2 separate regions of the Sus scrofa genome follow, and region 2 is linked to region 1. A link is a contact called in public HiChIP or PLAC-seq data. All regions are on one chromosome and are shown on one strand. The core of a region is the stretch at or near the end of the contact, and the rest is flanking DNA. Distances in the headings are between cores, read along the strand shown.

Evidence for each region. HiChIP or PLAC-seq counts read pairs in DNA pulled down with a chosen protein or histone mark.
Region 2: a contact with region 1 is called in an H3K27ac HiChIP or PLAC-seq map of alveolar macrophages. The contact joins the promoter of ZCCHC3 here to the promoter of CSNK2A1 in region 1. A contact is called at or near these places in 1 of 5 promoter capture datasets (fetal liver) and 1 of 2 datasets of contacts at active chromatin or transcription factors (alveolar macrophages).

What each region holds. Positions count from the first base shown.
Region 1 is chr17:34,691,591-34,696,807 of Sscrofa11.1, reverse strand. It overlaps CSNK2A1 (casein kinase II subunit alpha), which reads right to left and starts at 3,848. Exons shown (of 13, transcript XM_003134359.5): 1 at 3,687-3,848. It overlaps LOC110257457 (a long non-coding RNA gene), which reads left to right and starts at 3,887. Exons shown (of 3, transcript XR_002340068.1): 1 at 3,887-4,092.
Region 2 is chr17:34,882,974-34,888,018 of Sscrofa11.1, reverse strand. It overlaps ZCCHC3 (zinc finger CCHC domain-containing protein 3), which reads left to right and starts at 2,387. Exons shown (of 1, transcript XM_003134368.4): 1 at 2,387-5,045. The coding sequence starts at 2,531. The coding sequence ends at 3,739.

The sequences.
Region 1 (5,217 bases), core at 2,599-5,098:
TTTTATGTGAATAGACTAAACCTATACAGAAAATCCAGAATAACCTTCCTATCTCAGGATCCTTAAATCACAGTTACATATCTGCAAAGTCCCCTTTGCCACAAAACAGTAACAAATTCAGATTGCAGAGGTTATAGCAGACATTTGTGTTGGGAGGGCCTCAATTCGAAACTCCCAAATCTCACCATCTAAATCTAATATGGCTAAAGCTCTGGGTATAATACAATAGGTGCAACTCCTGGGGCTCAAGTCCTAAAAACAAAAACAAAACAAACAAACAAAACAATTTATCTGCTCCCAACATACAATGATGAGACAGGGAAAAAGTTATTCCAGTTCCAACAGGGAAAATTAAGAGAAAGCAGATCCACCAATCCAAAGAAGTTTCAAAACCTGGGTAAACTCCATTCCATTTCAAAGCCAGGGAAAACTCTTCTGGGGCCTTCAGCTCCATCTCTCCAGGCTCTTGGTTCCACCCAGAATCACTCTTATTTTTTCATTAACATCTGAGTAGTTTCACCAGCCTTCTTCCTACCAGTAAAATTGGCGGGCGGGATGTGACAGCTCTCTTTAACTTCCTACTCTTTTTCAATTCCAGCTGGCATTGTTTCTGCTAATATAAAATGCTCAAGGAGTTCCCTTGTGACATAGCAGGTCAAGGACCTGGCATTGTCACTGCAATGGTTTGGGTTGCTACTATGGTGCAGGCTTGTCCATGGCTCAGAAACTTCCACATGCCATGGGTGTGGCAAAAAAAAAGAAAAGAAAAGGAAAAAAAAAAGCTCAAGAATCTAGCAGCTTTACATGAATTTGCTCGAATTTGTTGGTTTACATGAAATGAGGTCACTGTTAAGACTCACACCCACAAATAAACGAGGCTGTACCTTCAATACTTTGCTTGGAAATCTCAGCTAGATATCCAGGTCCATCACTTGTAAGTTTACTTTTCCACATGACCACAGGACACAATTCTAAGCTTATCTGCCACCATGTAACAAAGATTCTCTTTCCTCCTTTCCAATGCACACCTCATTTCCACCTGAGCCCCCACTACTACTATCAATCTGTTGTAGGCCTTTTCTATTTTGCTCCTCAAAAATGTGTTGGCCTCTTCTGCCACTTCCACATTTTTAGGTAACAGTACCCCACTCCTGGTACCAAAATCTATACTAGTGTTCTATTGCTGCCATAACAAAACCACAAACATAGTGGCTTAAAACAATAGAAATTTATTATCTCACAGTTTCTGTAGGTCAGAAGTTTGGTGGGCTTCTGCTTAGGGTCTCACAAGGCCAAAATCAAGGTGTTTTCCTTGCTGGACACTGAGGAAGAATCCACTTTCAAGCTCATTCAGGTTGTTGGTCAAATTCAGTTCCTCTTGGTTGTAGGACTGAGGTCTTCATTTCCTTGCTGGCTGTCAGCCGGGGCTGGTCTTTGTTACTAGAGGCTCCCCGCATTCCTTCTCATGCTTTCCATGTGGCCCCCTCTAGCAACAGCAAATGGAGTCCCTCTCATGATTCGATTCTCTCTGATTTCCCCTTCTGCCCCAACTCTCTGACTCCCAGCTGGAGAAAGTTCTCTGCTTTTAAGAGTTCATGTGATTAGACTGGGCCTACCCACAAATCCAGGATAATCTTCCTATTTTAAGATGCTTAACCCTAATTACATCTGCAAAGCCCCTTTTACTACCTAACATATTTACAGATTCTGGGAATTAGAGTTTGGATATCTTGGGTGGTGGTGGTCATTCTGCCTACTACAAAACCAAACCCTAAGTTTTAAGGCTTTAAACTCAGTTCCCAAAGAAAATCTCTCCTTTATCCAAAAGAGAATGTGAAGTGAAGGGGTATGTTCAGAGATAGAGACAATGGTAAAATCAAGGACTCACCCTGGAAGAGAGTGACTAGGCAACAAGAGAACTAAAAATACACTGAAAAAAAGAAGCTGCTACTTGTTTCATCCCCAATAGCAAGGCAATTAACCCATTAGGCAGAAACTAACCTACTGCTCCCCCTTAAATGTGTGATACTCTTCTCTATCGTATTCCATGATACACCTAGCCATGTTTGGTTTTTGTTTTTAAACAAATGTTACCCCAGGGTGACCTAATTTTGTAGTCAGCTGATCAACCAATCTATGCAAACTTCAAATATTTTTATTCTTTCAAGTCATACACCCTTCCCCAGTAGCAAAAGAAAGTCAAGTATTTCAGTCACAGGGGGGAAAAACCTGCCTATGTAAAACTGCAGGTAAACTTTTAAAAATGACAATGAGGAAGAACTAGTGTTGGTCTTGGTCTTTCAGCCCAAGGTCCACCAAGCCAGTTAAGCCAAGTGACTTACAACAAAAGAAAAACACTGCAACAACTACAAATATAATACTCTGAAGGCTTGCCTGTAAGATTACTGACCATAAATTTTACCTAGAATTGAGGAACCTCAAATATACCATTTAGTTCCTTTAATAAAAGTGAGCACTTACCACCTGCAGGGCACTGTGGTAAGCACTTGACACAAATTATCTTATTTATTCCTCATCATAAACTTATCATCTAGGAAATATCATCACCCCCATTTTACAGATAGGAAAACTGAGGCTTACAGCTAAGTAGCAGTGGCACTTATATTTGAGAATCTAGATATTTACTGCCACTCCTTAGATGGAATGGGGTCTTCCAACTCTTAGAAAAATCTTCCTTTTCTAGCTTTCTTCTCATTTTCTCTCTCCAAGACCCCTTCTCATAAAATTTAGCAGTTGAAAGTTAATCAAGTCTTCCCTAATTTGCCACCTCTTTTCCAAAACTCTTGCCTTCCCACAAGAGCGATAGCCAAGAAACCACTTCTCCTGACCCTGACTTTGCTTCCCCAAAAACAAACTACATAAGCTCCACCCATGACCTGCCAAGGCTAGAAATGTTCCAATGCTGCAAAAACAAAAAACAAAAAAAACGAAACAACCCCCCCCACAACAACCGAAAAACAAAAACAAAATTAAAGTCCTACTCTTCAAAAGGTCACAAACTAACATGTATACTCTCAGTCAACCTTTCATTCGAAATACCTCTCCTCTTCCACCAAGCTCCCAACTAACCCTTAACTTCATTCAACTCTACCCGTTCTGCCCCACTACGTGGTTCCCTTCCCCTTTATCCCCAGTGACCTCGCCCCGGGTCCCTCCACCTTGCACTCTAGTGTGCAGGTGGGAAGCCCAGCCTTGCCCAGAGGGACCTTAGTAGGCCCTCACTCCAGCTGCTGTGCTCCGCGAGAGGGCCCACCCCAGCCTACACAGCCGGCACCACTCCCCTAGGCACCCTCCTCCAGCATCCCCCCTGCGGCCCCACCCCTCAAGCTCCCTTCCCCCTCTGGCGACCCCCTCCTCCAAGTTGCCCCCTAGTCTCCGCCCCGACCCAGCCCTCTCCCCAGCAATAAGCCGGACTCTCGAGAGCCAGTTCCCACCCTCACATCAGCCTCTGCCCCCCAGCCTCACTCCCCGCCCTAGGGGATGGCCCCAGGCCTCCCCGATGGGCTGCAGGGGCCCCGGCTGGTGTGTGTGTAGAGGGGGGGGCAGGGGAAGGCGAAGGGCCGCTCGGGAGTCCGCTGGAAGCGTGAGAGGCGGCCGCGCCCCACTGCCCCATCCTGGGCCCAACCCCACTCCACAACGACCTCGCCTGGCGACTCCCACGGTACCTGTGGTGGAAGCGGCAGCGGTGGCGGCCGCACTCCCCTCTCCTCACACAGACAATATGGCGGCGGCGGAGGAGGAGACACACGGCTCGGCCGCCAGCCGCAGGGCCCAGAGCGAGGCTGCAGCCGCCGCTGCCGGAAGCGGAAACCCCCTCGGACCGGGAGGCGGGGCGGGACCGCTTCCGACTCCGCCCCCAGCTGACTGTAGCAGAGTGCGGCCATGGTGGGATGTCCTATTGTACGCTAGGGGTTCAGTTCCGGACCAGGGTGCAAAATGGAAGGAGTTCTCGACATAAAGCATAAAAGCGAAGCTTGTAGTAATTAAGCACATTTTATTTCAGCGCCTGTATGAACTGACGAGAGAGAGAACACGAACCTCCCACTAAGTGTACAGTTGGTTTGACCCAAGGTAAGATGGCGGTCCCTAGTTTCCCGCACTTCACCCCGCTGGCGAGTCCTAGCAGTCTGCAAGCTGGCCCGCCTTTCTTGAAAAGAAGCATGCGCGACCTGCAGAGCTGTAGAGCGAAGCATTTTGGGAATTGAAGTCTCTTGCTGTGGTCCCTCGTTTAGGGTCAGGGCTTTAGCAGCACATTTTTTTTCTGCTCAGACTTCGAGTTCTGGAACAAGTGAACGAAAGTTGGACCCCGGGAGTGGTGTGGCGCAGGAGTCGAGGAGGTGATGGTACTAGCCCTCTAGAGATTGAGACCCGGTTCCTCCCTCATACAGGAGTCCTAGTTAGAGCTGCCCATGCAGGATAAATTTTCTCCCTTCGATCTGCCGCTCCTCCACCCCGCTTGCCTGAGCTATCTTCCTAAGGCAGCTACAGGGCACTTTCTACCGTGCAAAACTGATCTTGACGTCCTCTTGGTTGAAAACCTTTCAAGGCTTTCCTTTGTGCAGCAAAGACAGCCCAAGCTCTTCTCTTGACATCCAAGTTCCTGCATAATTTGGACACTCCCCACACCCTATCCCCAGCCTCTTCTACCCCTCTTACTTCAGCTTCCTGATGCGCCCACTCACTAAAACTGCAGACTATTCCTGGAACTTATCTGTGTTGCCTCCTTCCCTTTGCACGGGCAGTTACTTCTGTTCCTGTCACCTCCTGGACCGGCTAACTTCTGTATGTTACTCGAACTAATTCAGGGATCCTTTCCTTTGTGGATCTTTCCTCCCTTTAGTTCCTCCAGACCTAGGCACCGTTACTCAGCAACCCTAACCTGCCCCTTCCATCAGACTGTGAGCCCCCAGTGGACAGGGCTGAGTCTGATGATCACCCTGTTCCCTGCAGGCCCTGCTAAAAGCTGGTGTCTTAAGTGTTACTGAGAGGAATTCAAGTGTTAGCCTCAGACAGAGGTGTGAGGTCTGGAACAAGGGTGAGGAGGCTGGGTTATTTTGGTACCAGCTCTTATCCCTGAGCTGCCTCAGAATAGCTGCTTGACCCAGGGATGGCCCTCCCCACCCTCTCCAGTCCCCCTTTCACAGTTCGTCAGCTGATTGGCACCTCTGCTCCCAAAGAGACAATCTCCTCCTCTGT
Region 2 (5,045 bases), core at 1,138-3,637, 190 kb before region 1:
AATATGTAGTTTCTAAAGATACCATTTATAGGAGTTCCTGTTGCGGCTCAGCAGGTTAAGAACCCAATTAGTATCCATGAGGATGCAGATTCGATCCCTAGCCTCACTCAGTGGGTTAAGGATCTGGTGTTGGTATGGCTGTGGCATAGGCTGCAGCTGGAGCTCAGATTCAAACCCTTGTCTGAGAACTTCCATATGCCACAGGTGCAGCCCTAAAAAGACAATAAACAAACAAATAAACCATTTACAATAGCAACCAAGGTACTTCGGAATAAATCCCTCCAAAAAAATTATTCAAGAACTTTTTGAAGAAAACTATAAATGCTATTGAAATTCATAAAATAAGACAAATAAATGAGAAATCCAGTAGGGTCATAAATGAGGAGATTCAGTATCACAACATGGCAATTCTGTATAAATGCAAAGCAAGCCCAATTAAAATTCCCAAAAGTGGTTTCCTGGCACTTACTAGTCTGGTTCTAAAATTTATACAGAGGATCCAAATATAGCCAAGACAACTGTGAAGAAGGAGAAGAAAGACTGTTTCCCATTTTAAAAAGAAACTGGAGTTCAGGCTTCTCTTAAAAACAGGAAGATCTGGCCACAGCGGGGACTGGAGTTGACTAGCAGCTGCCCGTATTCAGATAGAATATGTGCCCACCAGTTCCCTCCCCCCATTTCCTTATTTATGGTACCTTCCAGATCCTTATAGATATTTGATTGTATGCTGGAGTGGGGGTGGGGAGAGGGAGTTAGGGTATGAGGAATAAAAGGGATTATTTAAAATACATAGGTTCTGTTTGGTTATGCAAACATCATCCGCATGGAAAGATATTAGCAGGCAAGCAGAAAGAACAAAAGGGGGGAATGCGTGAATCTAAGATTTGACGTTTCTGGTTAATGGGCACGGACATGGGTGGAGGAGAGGGGATAGAGGAAAGCATGGCAGAGGTTATAAAGTGAGGGAACTGGAAGATTCGCACGGCACAAGAGTTGGAGAGGCTGGCTTCCTGAGTTCATACTGGAATTGGGGTAAAGGGAAAGATCTTAAGAAAACAACGCACGGGGCTCCTAAGAACTGCAAGAGAAATAGGAACGAATCCAACAGAGGCAGAAAGGAAAAATAACTTCTCCTGGAAACCCATTGTGGACCAAGCTCTTCCACCCAGGTTATCTCCTGAACCCCCATGTTAGTCCTCTGAGAGGAGATATTAATATCTTTTTGTTATGGATGAGCAAATTAAGCTATGAAAACTGAGGTCATTGGCCCCATGCGACAAAGCTGAGCTCTGAAGCAGTCAGATTCAAACCAGGGTCCCTGACTCCACAATCCACCTTTTCTTTCACTAAACCCAGAGGATCACTGGAACACCCTGAAATGCAAGCGCAGCTATGGCAAAGAAAACAACATGAGGAAAGGTGCTGTTAATCTCACCCCCTCAACCACCCAAATTTTATCAGTGCTTCCGAAGCACCAGTTGACACAGATGAGGGAGAAATAAGAGACTGTGTCCCCTGCTAACTTCAGTTAGGGAACCTGTTTTAGACGGGGGTTCCTGGAGAATCTAATCCAAACAGTCCTTGATCCACAATGTCAGAAGCAAAGAGGTAGAAGCCCCCCTAGGCATGGGGCTGCCTATTAATTCTGCCCCTTGACCAAGTGATTTAATCCCAATCTCCAAGCCCCTGCCGCTGGTAAAACGGGTGTATTCACGGGATTGTTTTGGAAGACTCCATGTGATAAAGCTTGCAATGTGCTTAGAACAGTTACTGGACACTTCAGCGCTCAATGTCATCGTCATCATGAATATGATGGAAGTCTTTTTTAAAAATAAGGCAGTCTGACTTACTTGGAAATGTATCAAAAAACAGGAGGTGAGGAGGGATAGAGGTAGTGTGATAAGGTCTATTAAAACTTTAATGACAGAAAGTTAAAATAGTTAAAAAGTTAAAGTGCACAATTCTTTCAACTTCCTATGTTTGAAAATGTCCATGATCCAACGTTGGAAAAATAATGCAGTGTGACCTGCTTTGAGAGGAGGGGAGAGCTAAGTTTTGTTTTTGTCTTTTTTTTTTTTTTAATAGAAAAGGTACAAAAACGAAAACAAAATGGGCGAAATCTTCCTCAACCCCGTCCCGCCTTCGGGCTGTGGGCCGTTTGTAAAGCTGCTTGAATGAAATCATCGAGGACCGCTTGCGAAATACCAAATCCTCGAGAGCGAGACCCAAGGCTGCCAAACTCTCGCAAGGGGCAGGGACGCGCTCCAAGCGCCCCATCCCGCTTCGATGCCGAGGAGGTGGGGTTGGAACGAGCGCCGGCGGAAACGCGGCCCGGCCGTTACCAGGGGGTTCCCGGCTCGCGGGGCCACTGAGCGCTGCAAGTAAATACCTTCGGCGGGGCGGGGGAGAGAAGCGTCGAATTTCAAAAAAAAAAAAAAGCCCAAACCCCCACAGCCCCGGGCGGGCGGGCGCGCGCGATGGGCGCCCTTTGGCTGAGGGAGCGAGTGGAGGATGCTGGGAAGGAGGTAAAATGGCCACCGGCGGCGGCGCGGAGGAGGAGAGGAAGAGGGGGCGGCCGCAGCTCCTGCCCCCCGGGCGCCCGGCGCCCAGGGCTGAGGAAGCTGAGGGCGGCCGCGAGAAGATGGGCTGGGCCCAGGTCGTGAAGAACCTGGCCGAAAAGAAGGGCGAATTCCGCGAGTCGCGGCCGCCGCGGCGGGAGGAAGAAGGCGGCGCAGGAGGCGGGCTTTGCGCCCCCGCGGGCCTGGCAGCGCCGGGCCTCGGCGACTTCCCCCCGGCCGGCCGCGGGGACCCGAAGGGTCGCCGAAGGGACCCGGCCGGCGAGGCGGCGGACGCCCGCAAGAAGAAGGGCGCAGCCGAGGCAGGCAGGAGGAAGAAGGCCGAGGTGGCGGCCATGGCGGGCCCGAGCAGGCCCGGCGCGGCCGAGGACGCGGCCGAGCGGCCTCCCCAGGACGAGACGGCGGCGGCGACGGGCCCCGGGGCGGGCCCGGGCAAGGGCCGCTTTCTCGTGCGCATCTGTTTCCAGGGAGACGAAGGCGCTTGCCCGACCCGGGACTTCGTAGTGGGCGCGCTCATCCTGCGCTCCATCGGCATGGACCCGAGCGACATCTACGCGGTTATCCAGATTCCCGGCAGCCGCGAGTTCGACGTGAGCTTCCGCTCCGCGGAGAAACTGGCCCTGTTCCTACGCGTCTACGAGGAGAAGCGCGAGCAGGAGGACTGCTGGGAGAACTTTGTGGTGCTGGGGCGGAGCAAGTCCAGCTTGAAGACGCTCTTCATCCTCTTCCGGAACGAGACGGTGGACGTGGAGGACATCGTGACCTGGCTCAAGCGCCACTGCGATGTGCTGGCCGTGCCAGTGAAAGTGACCGACAGGTTTGGGATCTGGACCGGGGAGTACAAGTGCGAGATCGAGCTGCGCCAGGGGGAGGGCGGGGTCAGGCACCTGCCGGGAGCCTTCTTCCTGGGGGCCGAGAGGGGCTACAGTTGGTACAAAGGGCAGCCCAAGACGTGCTTTAAATGTGGTTCCCGGACCCACATGAGCGGCAGCTGCACACAGGACAGGTGCTTCAGGTGCGGGGAGGAAGGGCACCTGAGCCCTTACTGCCGGAAGGGCATCGTCTGCAACCTCTGTGGCAAGCGAGGACACGCCTTTGCCCAGTGTCCCAAAGCCGTTCACAATTCCGTGGCAGCTCAGCTAACCGGCGTGGCCGGGCACTGAACACCCGCCTGCCTGCCAAGGTGAACACAGAGCCAGCTTACCCCTCTTAAGTGCCAAAACTTTTTTTAAACCATTTTTTATCGTCTTCGAAGGAGATCTTCTTAAACCTGCAAGAGACGTCTCGCTCTGCCTTCCTAAACCGAGTTTACTCCATTTCAGCCTTTACTGAATTTGGTGACTGTTGTCACTAACGATGACCGAGAACTGTAGCGTGCAGATATGTCGCCCCTCCCTTTTTTAAACTTTGTTTTCTGTTTTGTATTCGAGGATTTTTTTTTTTTCTGGTACTTTTTATTCCCCACGCCTTGTCTTCTCCCTGGATATCCACCCTTTGGGCTGCCTTGCTCATCTTTATGCCCCAGCGCTAGGTAGGGGCCCAGCACATGGTAGGCACTCCATCAGTGTTTGTTGAACTGAGAACATTGTTGACTGTGGCTTTTGTCAGGGTGTCTTATCTTTTGCAGCTCATCCCTTACCCCTTTTAATTTGCTGCTTCTAATCTGTGTGGTCTGAGAATTTGTGAAACCAGTGTTGTTAGAAGTGTCTGTAATCTGAGTCAATAAGCTCTGCATGGTGGCCAAGGGCCTCTCTTATGGCATTAAAATGCGTGGACTTGGTGACAGCACTTTCAGTGGCTCAGAAGCCATTTTTCACAGAATCACGGAATCTAGAATTTTCCTGCTGGAAAGGACCAAAAAATTGGTTTTGACCAATCCCCTGGTTTTCCAACAGATGAAACAAGGCCCAGAGAGGTTAGAAGACTGGGTCAAAATCACAGAGCTGTCTGGTGCCAGAGCTAGCCTAGAGCAGAGTCCCCTGACCCCAAGCCCGGTGCTCATTCTACTACCTCTCACACTTCACAACATTTTCCTCAACACTGAGGGCCCAGAAAGTCTGCTCTCTCCAGAATGATGAGCCCAGAGGAAGGCTAAGAACTCATGTGGGAGAGGAAGCAGAAGATTTGGCAGGGGCTTCTCAACGCTTGGGAGATAGGGAAGGACAAAGAAACATTATGACCCAGGGTGTATTCATTGCTCCCTGGGATACCGGCTCGGGATTAAAGTGGGCCAGGACCTTTGTGGCCCTCCCCTTCCCCATTCATTGCCGTCTGTGAGAAATAGAGGTGCTCCTGAGCAAGGAAACCTGCCAAAGGTTTACATTCGCACCCCAGCCTCGATAGCTAGAACCCCCAGAGAAGCAGCTAACTGGAGCTCATCTGTAGCCTCCTGACTCTCAGGAGAAAACCAGAATTATTAACTCTAAAATGTACTTCCGAAATAGGCCAAGCCAGAGGGCAGTGGGTCAA